Linked DNA regions of Mus musculus: regions 1, 2 and 3 are each linked to region 4. Evidence: chromatin contacts called from public capture Hi-C and promoter capture Hi-C data. All regions are on one chromosome and are shown on one strand. The core of a region is the stretch at or near the end of the contact, and the rest is flanking DNA. Distances in the headings are between cores, read along the strand shown.

Region 1 (2,700 bases), core at 31-2,530, 1.2 Mb before region 4:
CCCAGGATTGATTAATTCTGGATACCACCATTCTTAAATAAGAAGCTCTGCTATCCACAACACATCATTATACACTGCAACATTATAAACCATTGATCTTGATTTTGGAAGGTATTCTTTAAGCAATGCTTCCAACCACTTTACCTGTAACATTTCAAACAATGTATACCTCTCCTGTGTGTGTGTGCACGCGCGAGCACGAATTCTAATTCAAAATACAGAGGATTCTGTTCATCAGTTCTAACAAATACCTTTCTAAAGAGGTCAACAGTGGCTGGGGTTTTTCCTCTCTCTCTAATTTAAACTGCTTAGATGCGCTGTGGAAAATGCAATTTATTTTTCTGTGAGGGTGAGTATCAGAAATGTGGTGCTTCTGGACAAATACGTGCTTGGAACATGCCCAAGGCTTCTACATTACAGGAAGCACCAGAGGGTTTGAAAGGCCTGTCTCTTGCAGCTGGTGATTTTTTTCCTTTTTTTTTTTTTTTTTTAAAAAGAAACTGAACTTTGTAGGATGATAGATGGAAAAAGGAGTAGGGAGAAAAATGATATCACAAGTTGTCGTATACAAACTCTTCCAACCTTTTACGATTTCATCATTGCAGAGACATTGATAAAAATATGTGCTTTTTCCACACTGGTAACTTTTTCGGAATTGGACTAAACTTTAAGCTTAAAAGACACAACTTTCCCCTTTTTCTTGATTTCTCAGACGAACATCGCTTCTTTCATCTTCAGGATCGTAAAATACCACCCTCCTCCCCAGAATCGTGCATGCGGGACTTCTTCCCTGTGTCTCTAAAATCTACTTTCCGGAATGAGAAGGGGCCATCCTTCTTGTAGATGCCTCAACTGATGTGTTCCAACATTTACTGTGCTGTTCCCAGGTTCCTCTCGTAGCCCAGGCTGGTCCGCCTGGATCCCGGGTTCTCGTCTCGCGCTCAGGCGCAGACGCGGAGACACGCGCGCGCGGCGGGCTGTACTCTGGGCACCATCGGTTGTGCTCGCGCCCTTTTTTCCCTTCCCCTCTCCAAGGACACTTAGTACCGAGGTTGGCTCGCGCCCACTTACCTACACTAAACTGTGGGATGTGGAAGGGATTGAGGAGGAAAGGAAAAAGGATCAGGCAGAAGCTGCAGTCTCCGTAGAATCAGGCGCCACCGCTAGAGACACCGGCGCCTCTCGTGGTGCAAGGAGGATGTGCACACGTCCTCCTCCAGGCACCCGTAGAAGCTCAGCTAGCTTCAGATGATTACCTTCCGGGTCGAGGTGCATACAGACGAAAGCGGAGATGTAAGCTTCCTAAAAATCTACGCTTTCGTGCCTCTTCTCTGCGGACTCAGATCTCTGTGTGTCTTGCGCGTCTGTGTGGGCACGCTAAGCATACAGTCTACCATGGCTCTAGAGTCTAGCGCCAGCGGACTTTTACGGACCGGAAGAGTCCTTTCTTTAAGACGGCTCGGTCGGCACTTCCGGAAGTGCTGCGCAGGGTTCCGGGAGAGGGCTGGCGGGAGAGGGAAAGGCGGCTATTGACGCGGCAGCTGGAGAATGAAGAAGGAGCATGTTAGTCACTGTCAGTTCTCCGCGTGGTACCCACTTTTCCGAAGCCTTACCATCAAGAGGTAACCTATCCCGGAGTCAAACCGGGGGGTTTGGGTAAATCCCATCCCTTCAGAAAACTAAACAAAATCCGCAGGCCTTCTACTCAGTGGGAGCGACTGTGTCGAGCTGCGGATTTTCTATTGGCTTTGACGGAGCAAGATTAACAAGTAGATCAGTGTTTGCCGTGCGTCCTGTTCGGAATCAAAGAGCGAGTCGAGGGAGGTAGGGAGGCGGTGGGGGTCCTCGGTAGGGTAGATTGAAATAGATACTTTGGGAATTGTCAGAAGCGCAAGGCAATAAACAAAACAAAACTGGAGACTTTGCCTGCTGCTGACCGACAACCCCCTCTGGTGAGAGTTGCGTTCCATCATTGTACAATGAGAACAGTGATACAGACGGTACCTCCAAGTCTGGATGAAGCTCCAGTTTGGTAGTGTGTATAGGTTGCATTGCTACTGACGATCCAGTGTTCTGAGAAGAAGCAACCCATCTGGAGAGAAAGTGGGATCGTTTGGTTTTTGGTTTTGGGTTTTTTTTTTTTTTTTTTTTTTTTTTTTGATTTTTGAGACAGGGTTTCTCTGTGTAGCCCTTGCTGTCCTGGAACTCACTTTGTAGACCAGGCTGGCCTCGAACTCAGAAATCCACCTGCCTCTGCCTCCCAAGTGCTGGGATTAAAGGCGTGAGCCACCACCGCCTGGCTGAGAAGGTGGGATCCTATTCTCTAGTTCTCTGGCCTGGAACAAGGAATCTGTCCAGGTTTGCAGAATGCCCACGGTGAATTGGTGCATCCAAAAACAAAACAAAACAAAACCACAAAAAACAAAATCCTGCCCCCAAGAATTAGATTGTAGAGTCAGAACCCTCTGTCTGGCTTTGAATTCTGGTTCTATCAGCATCTTCAGCAAATTACTTAATCTCTCTAAACCACATTTGAAAACTTAGAAACATAATAGGATTGTCATGAGAATTGCAAAAGAAAAAAAATACTTAAAATGTTGCCACTCTTTTGTAGCACATAGTAAACACATGAAAAATGTTGCCTGTTACCTTTTGGATTTAATAAAGCCTCATTAAAGTGAATTTTTTTTTTTTTAATTT
Region 2 (2,700 bases), core at 108-2,607, 1.3 Mb after region 4:
CTCCTGTCTCCGAGTCCTGAGTGCTGGGATGACAGGTGTGTACTGTCACTCCTGACTTGAACTAACACTCCCACATCTAGAATATAATGCATGTTTTGTTATATTACTACATTGGTAAGAATTTCAAATTGAAATAATACACATATGTTTTAAGAACTTTTCATTTGTAACAATTTATTCTTTAAGCATAAACAAAGTGACTTAAACTTTCAGTGACTGCAATTCCAGTTTTCTTTGATCATACTGATGCTGATATCTAGCAAGTATATATTTTTTAAAACTAGAATCTTATTTTATCGAAATGAAAGAACATTTTCATTACAGCAATAATAGATTTAATACATTCAACACTGATAGTAATAGAAACCCACACCCTGTATCAATTTTAATTATTGAACTAAGGCTAGCCTTCAATGCTGCCCTATTGTCAGGGTGGCATTCATATGCCTTAGCTCATTGTCCCTTCGTGATATTCTTTAACTTTTAAATCCTAAAGATTCCCTTCTCCAATGCTGCTTTAAATGCTGCCCATGGAGGTAGCTCATTTAACTGCCTCTCTCCTCTTTTATTTGCTCTATGTTTATTACGGCATATATGCGGGTGCACATGTACCATGGCATGCATTTGGAGGTCAGGGAACAATTGCAAGGGACACTTCTCTCTCTCTACCATGTGCATTCTGAAGGTTCTGATCTCCAGGCTTGCCAGCAGATAGAACTCGTGCGCGCGCACACCTTTCATTATACACACATAGAAAGAGGGCATTTATATATAAAAGCAACCTATATGTGTTTATCTGAGAAAAGGGCTTCCTGGTTTTTAATTCCTATTTATTCTCTTTTCACTCTTATCAATAAAACAGTAAAGTCAGAGCTTTATAATCTAGCCCTGTTATTCAACAAAACACATCTATGAAAATCTCCCGAGGTCCCCAAGAGCAAGGGGATGTGGAGACCCCAATGGATGTCACTTGCTTCCTGGAGTTGTTAAGAGAGAGAGGTGAAGAAGCCCCCGCCCCCAGGAGCTTGTCAATTCTTCAGATCTGGGTAATTTTCCCAGAGGGCCAAACAGGTTGCTATAGAGATCCTGGGTCCTTGTCAACAGATGGTGAAGTACAATATATTGTGAAATATACTGCCCCACACTGCTTAGGCAGGTGTGGGAGTCACTGCAGGGTCGCAGCAGCAGAAGGCTCCTGGGGGTTACCTGCCCCTGTCCTGTCCCAGGGCTACCACACCTCCTCTCGCCCCATCAGAGCGCTTCGGATAATTGCTTTGGCATGGCCTTCCCAGATCTGGCTTACCTGCAAGGACATAATGATGAGACACGGAATGCTGTGACTCTCCCAGCTCAGAGTGAGAGTCCCCGGGGAGCGGGCTCCGCTGCTTAAAGAGCAGTGCTCCTCCTCCGGTCTCTCCTATTGGTTGCTCTCTGGGCATGGAGGACTAATTGGCCACAGGAGCGGGAGGGAGTGTCTGGGAGGTAACTCAGCCCAGTGTCTCGGAGCTCATTTAATCTCCTCTCTCTTCTTTTACTAAGGCGAACTTGCAGGTGCACGCATGCCTCCGCTGCCTCTCCTCAGTTGAGACTGTGGCTGTTTCCTTCCCTTTTCCTTGCCTCTCCATTCTACCTCTGGGTGTAGCGGTGTTAACTATAGCACTGTATGTGCTGAAGTTCTTCAGAGTTGTTCCTTAACCCAGAGAGAATACACATAACACCTGTCACCTGACCTCAGGGATGGCCGATAGCGTCTCTCGGGAATTCGAGACATGGTGTTGGTTTTGTGCTTACATGACTATACACAAATGTTCTGAACCTTACCAGGCGCCTTTTCTCCTTACTGATCTGATCTATGGAAGGGTGGCACTGCTACCCACTGTTGCCTGGGGTGGCCCGAGTGCTCAAGACACCTCCCATTCATATTGCTGCCCTGGACACAGATGTGGCTATAGACACTCCAATGGCACAGACTCGAAGCCTGTGCTTTGACTTGGTATCTCGTTACTAAAGTCCATTCCCAGTTAAGTGACTTTTAAATGTTGGACTGATTGTAGACATGCAGGAAAGGCCATAATGAAGTGGATATTTTGGACAATTACTATACACTAATTAAAAAACTAAAAATAATCGTTATTAACAGTATGTTTGTAGACTCCACAAAACCACAATAGCATACAATGCTGGGCAAAGCTCAGAATTCCATGCAAGCAAGAAGAATCTAGTGTTCAATTCTTGAACATTTTGTTGACAGACTGTATTGTCAGCTCTAATGCTACGATTTCTGACTCAGACTCTTAAGCTAATGTTATATTGTTGTATCCTTTAAATCCAGCAGTTCAAGAATTAAGACAAAAAGAATACTTTCATAAACCTTCTAAGTTATTAAAATATTTTGAGATATTTATAAAATTAACTATGATCATAAATGGTACATTTATAAACTGTTTATTCACAAACATAACTTATTTACAATGTAAAATAAAAGCTATCATTGAAAAGTAAATTGACCATTTAGTGTATATATAGACTACCAAATGCATAGTAATTTAGGGAACTATGGGAAGCATATATTTGTTAAAAAAAAAAACCTGAACATAAACTGATTAAACATAATCATAAACATAAATTGATGTAAATAAAAATAAAATAAATAAATAAATAATAAAATAAAAATAATAAAATAAAAATAATAAAATAAAA
Region 3 (2,700 bases), core at 194-2,693, 1.4 Mb after region 4:
AAAAAGCAACATGCCAAAGGGAGATATATGTAGTCAGCTTTTCTTTTTTGACATTTGTCATTTAATATCTGATAACGTATTCAAGATCAATACAGCCTCCTTTCTTAAAGCTTAAAGTAAACGTTGAAATAAAATACAAATACTTTAAAGACTCTCCATGAACTGAATAAATAAGCCATCTGTGACTCAGGCTTCCCTATCGTGTTTTTAGGCTGACCCACTTCTCCAGTCACCATGGTTCGCAGAATCTCACTTCTAAGGGGCAGCAGTAACAGTCTGTGCCAGCGCATAGTTTGAATCCAACAGGGTAAAAGGCTGAGGCAAACAGCACCTACAAAGGGACACCGGTCTTTATTTAAAATGATCCTCCAAACCCCGCCTCTAAAACAGAACTTCAATACCAGCCTTAACCAGAAGCAGTCTTTTCTCGAAGAAAAAAAAATCAAGTCTGTAGGGGAGAAAAGAGGGCAGCATAGATTGAGAAACCGATCAAATGTTAAAGTACTTGGTGCATTTGGCTTTGGAGATCAGACACCAGTTTTGCAGGAGGGGCAAGGTCGGGGCCGCGGGAACTCCGTTCACCCGTCAGCTCTGCTCTAGAAAGCTCTGAGGGCACGCTCAGAGGCCGCAAAGCTGAACGCCCTCAGGCGTCGGCTGAGACCTGTCTCCCTCCCCCTCTCCCGGTCTCGGCGCCCCTTTCCCGGCCTGGGAGGCAGAACTTTGCGCAGTTCGTCGCCAGCAGCCGAGACCGCCAGAGGCGCATCCCTATCCCACCCCCACCGCCGGCTCTGCGGGTTTCCTCTCTACAGGGGGTTAGTGGCGGCTGGGGGGGGGGGGCGCGAAAGAACTAGAAGGATGCCAAGGCACAAGTGGAACGACTTGCATCTCCCTCGCCTCGCCGGTCCAAGACGCCGCCACCGCAAAGGGAAGGGCCTTGCGTCCTTGCTAAGTTCCCACCCGAACCACTCGCCGTGGTAGGGTGAGGCCAAGCCAGCGGGGGCGCGCGGCAGGTGACTGTCGCGTCGCGGGTTCCCGGGCCCGAGTCGCAGTCTCCCCGCCCACCTCAGCCCTCGCCCACCACTGCGTGCTCCCCGAGAGCTGGGAGACCTGCACCTCACAATGGTCTCGGGATGAGGACACCGCCAAACGGAGCCTCCGGTCTAGGGGCTCCCGCACGCCACGAGCGGGCGCGGGAGCCCTGAGGTGCGCGCGGTCCCCGCCCTGTCGCGCCCGCGCGCCACCTCCTACCCTTTGGCGTGTTCGGTCTCCTCCTCATTGTCTCCGTCTATTCCGCACGTGTCCTGGTCGTCCAGCTCTAGGCTCTGCTGGCTGGCCGCAGACTCGCTGTCCTCCGCCATCGCGGCGGCTCCGAACGGCTGGGGAGGCGGCGCTCCGAGCAGCAAGCAAGGCGCGACAGGGCGGGCGCGGCCGCAGCTCCCTCTAGTGCCGCCCACCCTCGGGCACCGAGTCTCGAGTCTGCGGCCCCGCCCACCCCCCGGTCACGCCCATCACAGCCGGCCCGGCCCCGCCCACTCCCTTGAGGCTCCCGCCTGTCTATGCAGTCCCGCCCGCCTCAGTCAGGGCGGGCCCCGCCCACATTGCGTGCCTACACCCGCCCACTTCATCAGTTCTCCCACTTAGGCAGTCGAGGCCCCGCCTACCTCGCCTTCCCACTTCCGCCTATTTTAGCGGGTGAAGACCGGCTCCTCTCGTGGTCCCGTTTCCGCCTGGGCTAGCGAGGCTCCGCCCACCTCGCCTTCCGCTTCGGCTCCACTCCGCCAGCACTGCCCCGCCCACCTCGCTCGCCCGCTCGGGCCTCCTCAGCGGGCACGGCCCCGCCCACCTCAGCCAGCAGAAGGGCGAAAGCACGAGGCCGGCCCTTCCTCAGTCTAAAGCTGTGAGGTGGGGCGGTGGGGGAATGGTGGAGCCGGAGCGGGAGCCGGAGGCCGAGGCTTTTGGGCTTGGGGCGTGGCCTGAATGAGGATGCGTTTGTGGCTCCAAGGCTAGACCTGGTCACTGCAGGCTGGATTGCAGGGCTGCGCGGCAGCCTTTGCGACCACTGCCTACAGATTCTATATGTCTGTGTGCCTCAGCGCTCTCGACTTCTGCAGGGATTTTTTTTTTCACTCAGGCCTGCGATTCCCTAAAGCTCTCCCTGCCTCCTCTTCCACATGTTCTTCAAAATTTTCCATTTCACATTTTAGTATCTAATGCTTATCGAGCCAAAGCTCCGCCCTCCCCACCTCCCCGCTGCAAGCAGCCTCAGAGTCCTCAACAGAAAATGACTGGAGTTGGTTTTTGTTTGGTTGACTGGGGTTTTTGTTTGTTTGGTTGGTTTTTTTCTTTTGCTTGCATGTTTTTGTCTAGATGGGTTCGGCTGAGAACAGAATGAACATTTTGTGAAACATGAAGACACCCAGATTAGGGGGATTGGGTCGTTTTAGGCAAGTCTGTCGGCTCTCTCCTAAGTGAAGGTCATGACCTAGACCACCAAGGAAACCTGTATGGGCAGTGTTGAAATCGTCCTCCATCAGGAAACAGGAGAGGAAGAAAGCCAAGCATGGTGGCCCATGCCTGTTATCCCAGCAGTCCTGGATGTAAAAAGTCCCGGAGGTCAAAATGAGGAGTTCTTTGAGGCCAGCATCCACTGCATACAGAGTTCAAGGACATCTTGAGCAACAACAGACTCCTCTCAGGGAA
Region 4 (2,700 bases), core at 132-2,631:
GTGTGTATACGTGTGTGTATGTGGTGGTGTGGTTGTGAACGTGCGTGTGTATACGTGTGTGTATGTGGTGGTGTGGTTGTGAACGTGCGTGTGTATACGTGTGTGTATGTGGTGGTGTGGTTGTGGTTAGAGGATGACTTTGAGAATCTACTTTTTCTTTCCACCATGTGGGTTCCCAGGGACTGCACTCAGGTCATCAGTCTTGGCAGCAACTATTTTTAGCTGTTCAGCCATCTTTTTGGTCCTCAGATATCTTTTAGATGAAATATCCTATTTCACACACAGACACACACACACAGTATAAAACTTTCTTTTCTTTTTTAAATTTGTTTATTTATTATATGTAAGTACACTGTAGTTGTCTTCAGACACCCCAGAAGAGGGCATCAGATCTCATTACAGATGGTTGTGAGCCACCATGTGGTTGCTGGGATTTGAACTCAGGACCTTTAGAAGAGCAGTCAGTGCTCTTAACCGCTGAGCCATCTCACCAGCCCCAGTATAAAACTTTCTAATGAGCAATCCTTTCAGTTTTTATTTTGATAAACCATCTTACCTACACTTGAGTTTGAATTGAATGTTATTTCACTACTTCTAGAATAGAAAAATGTAACATAAAATATTGTTGAATTATGACAACTAAAAACAAAGATGCTTTCATGGCATGGAACCAAGAATAGATATGTTATAAATGGTTCTAAGATTAAAAAAAACAAAACAAAACCAAAACTCTGCCAAGTATGGAGGTCCACTCTGCGGTTGGGGCAGGAGGATTACTTTGATAGCAAGAGTTTGAGACCTGCCCAGGCAACACAGTGAGTGCCTGAATCACAATAAAAATAAAAACAAATCAAAGTAGAATTTCAACATATTTTTTCTTGGGCTAGGTTATAAGAAAGAATGATTATATTCCCAATCATCATTGAAAATCTTCATTGCTGATTGCATAACCAGAAAACACAATAAATTTACAGGGTGTTGAATAGGCAATTAATAAACACTGCCATTTTAAAACTTGTATTATTTATGTATTTCTCATTCTCTAGTATGTTAGCACTCTTGGCAAATAAGTAAATTGAGGAACTATGAAGCAAACTTTAGGAGTATACAAGCTGGTTCAATCGGGCACAATAACCATTTAAAGAGACAAACAGTTGTTTTTTTTTTTTTTTTGAGACAACTCAGAAATCTGCCTGCCTCTGCCTCCCAAGTGCTGGGATTAAAGGCCTGTGCTACCTTTGCCCGGCCTTTTGTTCTTTTCTACCTGTTACTGAAATCACAAGTGTGTATCTGGAGGGTTCCGCTAGGGGGCAACAATACTCAGCGGTTTTGGCCGCGTTCGCGCCGAGGGGCGCTCCCTACCTTCCTTTCGTTCATCCTGATTTCCGCCGGAAGCGGCTCCGGCAGTTGTTGTTTTCCGATAATTGGGCTCTGGTTGCTTCGTGGTTTGTCCTCTTCCCCCTCCCCTGGCGGGTGAGGTTACCGCCGAGGAGCTGGGGAGTCAAAGTGAAGACACTTAGACCCTGGGAGCGAGATGGACATCCTGAAATCCGAGATTCTGCGGAAGCGGCAGCTGGTGGAGGACAGGAACCTGCTGGTGGTGAGTCCCGGAGCTGTGGTTCGGGCTTGAGGGTGGTGGACTGTGCTTGCGGTGTTGGCGGGAGGGTGATGGTCCTGAGAGGGTCTGGGGCGGGCACGGGGCTGACAGATCCGCCACTGTCCCGGGCAAGCTGCTGGCCCAGGGCTTAGCAAGGGGCAGAGTATGGATGTCAAGCCTAGTCTGGCTCACTTCGGCGGCGCTTGCTGTCCTAACCAGTATCCGCCGCAGGCAGAGTGATAAAACAGCATACTAGTCATTGTCAATTCCAAAGCATGTTGCAGAGTTAGTCGGCTTTATTCCTAAGCGATCTGGCACACGCCATAGAGTGCAGAGTTTGTTCCTCTTTGTGTGCGTGTGTGTAAAAATCTTGTTTATTAGTCAGTGACTTTTGACAAGTGCAAACACCTGTGTAACCCATTCTCCATGAGGAGATAAAATAGCAATGTCCACTTTCCAGTCCCTGCGTGGATTACCCACCGAAGCAACTTATTTATACCTCAGTTTTGCCTGCTCTAGAATGTCACATCAATAGGATGTACATTTTCATATGGAGCTTCGTTTGATTAGAATGTTCGGGGTATTACTTTGCTGTGTGTGTGTATGTATGTGTGTGTGTGTGTGTGTGTGTGTATGTATGTATGTATTAATTTTCTGAAATTGTATTCTGTTGTCTGAGTAGATCTGGTTACCCATTCTCCTAGGGATGAGTGTTTGAGCTGTTTCTCAGAATTGGTTGAGCAGATTCTGAGCCCTATCCCTTTGGAACCGCAGGGTTACAGAGTACATGCATGCCTAAGTCATTCAAAATGTTGCACATCTATGAGCTATGTCAGAGGCTGGCTAGTCTGCACTGTTGCCCGCGGTTTATGTTGCCTGTCTTTTTGGTGGAGAGGTTTCTGTATGGTTCTAAATCTCATCTTCTTGATAATTTAAGTAATTCATGTGTGACTTTTTTTTTTTTAGATACTTACATATTTTTTTGTGAAGTGTTAAAACTGCTTGCAAACTTAAATTAGGCTAGTTATTAGTTCTCCGGACTTTAAATTAGGTTAGTTATTCTCCATACTTTAAATTACGTTCGTTATTAATTCTCTGGACTC

Evidence for each region. Promoter capture Hi-C pulls out the DNA fragments that hold promoters and counts their contacts. Capture Hi-C pulls out chosen DNA fragments and counts their contacts.
Region 1: a contact with region 4 is called in a promoter capture Hi-C map of adipose tissue, with 2.3 times the contacts expected there. The contact joins the promoter of Cdc123 here to the promoter of Prpf18 in region 4. A contact is called at or near these places in 1 of 484 Hi-C or Micro-C datasets (CD4 T cells) and 1 of 9 other capture datasets (adipose tissue).
Region 2: a capture Hi-C map of embryonic stem cells shows a contact between it and region 4, with 9 times the contacts expected there. The contact joins the promoter of Acbd7 here to the promoter of Prpf18 in region 4. A contact is called at or near these places in 2 of 39 promoter capture datasets (hippocampal neurons and pre-B cells), 1 of 484 Hi-C or Micro-C datasets (CD4 T cells), 4 of 115 datasets of contacts at active chromatin or transcription factors (astrocytes, large pre-B cells, pro-B cells and 1 more) and 3 of 9 other capture datasets (adipose tissue, embryonic stem cells and liver).
Region 3: a promoter capture Hi-C map of pre-B cells shows a contact between it and region 4. The contact joins the promoter of Nmt2 here to the promoter of Prpf18 in region 4. A contact is called at or near these places in 3 of 39 promoter capture datasets (the C10 cell line, cranial neural crest and pre-B cells), 2 of 484 Hi-C or Micro-C datasets (CD4 T cells and regulatory T cells), 1 of 115 datasets of contacts at active chromatin or transcription factors (large pre-B cells) and 1 of 9 other capture datasets (liver).

The regions. Positions count from the first base shown.
Region 1 is chr2:5,843,757-5,846,456 of GRCm38.p6, reverse strand. It overlaps Cdc123 (cell division cycle 123), which reads left to right and starts at 1,280. Exons shown (of 13, transcript NM_133837.5): 1 at 1,280-1,622. The coding sequence starts at 1,549. It overlaps Nudt5 (nudix (nucleoside diphosphate linked moiety X)-type motif 5), which reads right to left and starts at 1,423. Exons shown (of 10, transcript NM_016918.3): 1 at 1,072-1,423.
Region 2 is chr2:3,334,825-3,337,524 of GRCm38.p6, reverse strand. Acbd7 (acyl-Coenzyme A binding domain containing 7) reads right to left here and starts at 1,357. Exons shown (of 4, transcript NM_030063.2): 1 at 1,304-1,357. The coding sequence starts at 1,315.
Region 3 is chr2:3,282,955-3,285,654 of GRCm38.p6, reverse strand. Nmt2 (N-myristoyltransferase 2) reads right to left here and starts at 1,443. Exons shown (of 14, transcript NM_008708.2): 1 at 1,249-1,443. The coding sequence starts at 1,358.
Region 4 is chr2:4,650,816-4,653,515 of GRCm38.p6, reverse strand. It overlaps Prpf18 (pre-mRNA processing factor 18), which reads left to right and starts at 1,381. Exons shown (of 10, transcript NM_026045.4): 1 at 1,381-1,600. The coding sequence starts at 1,535.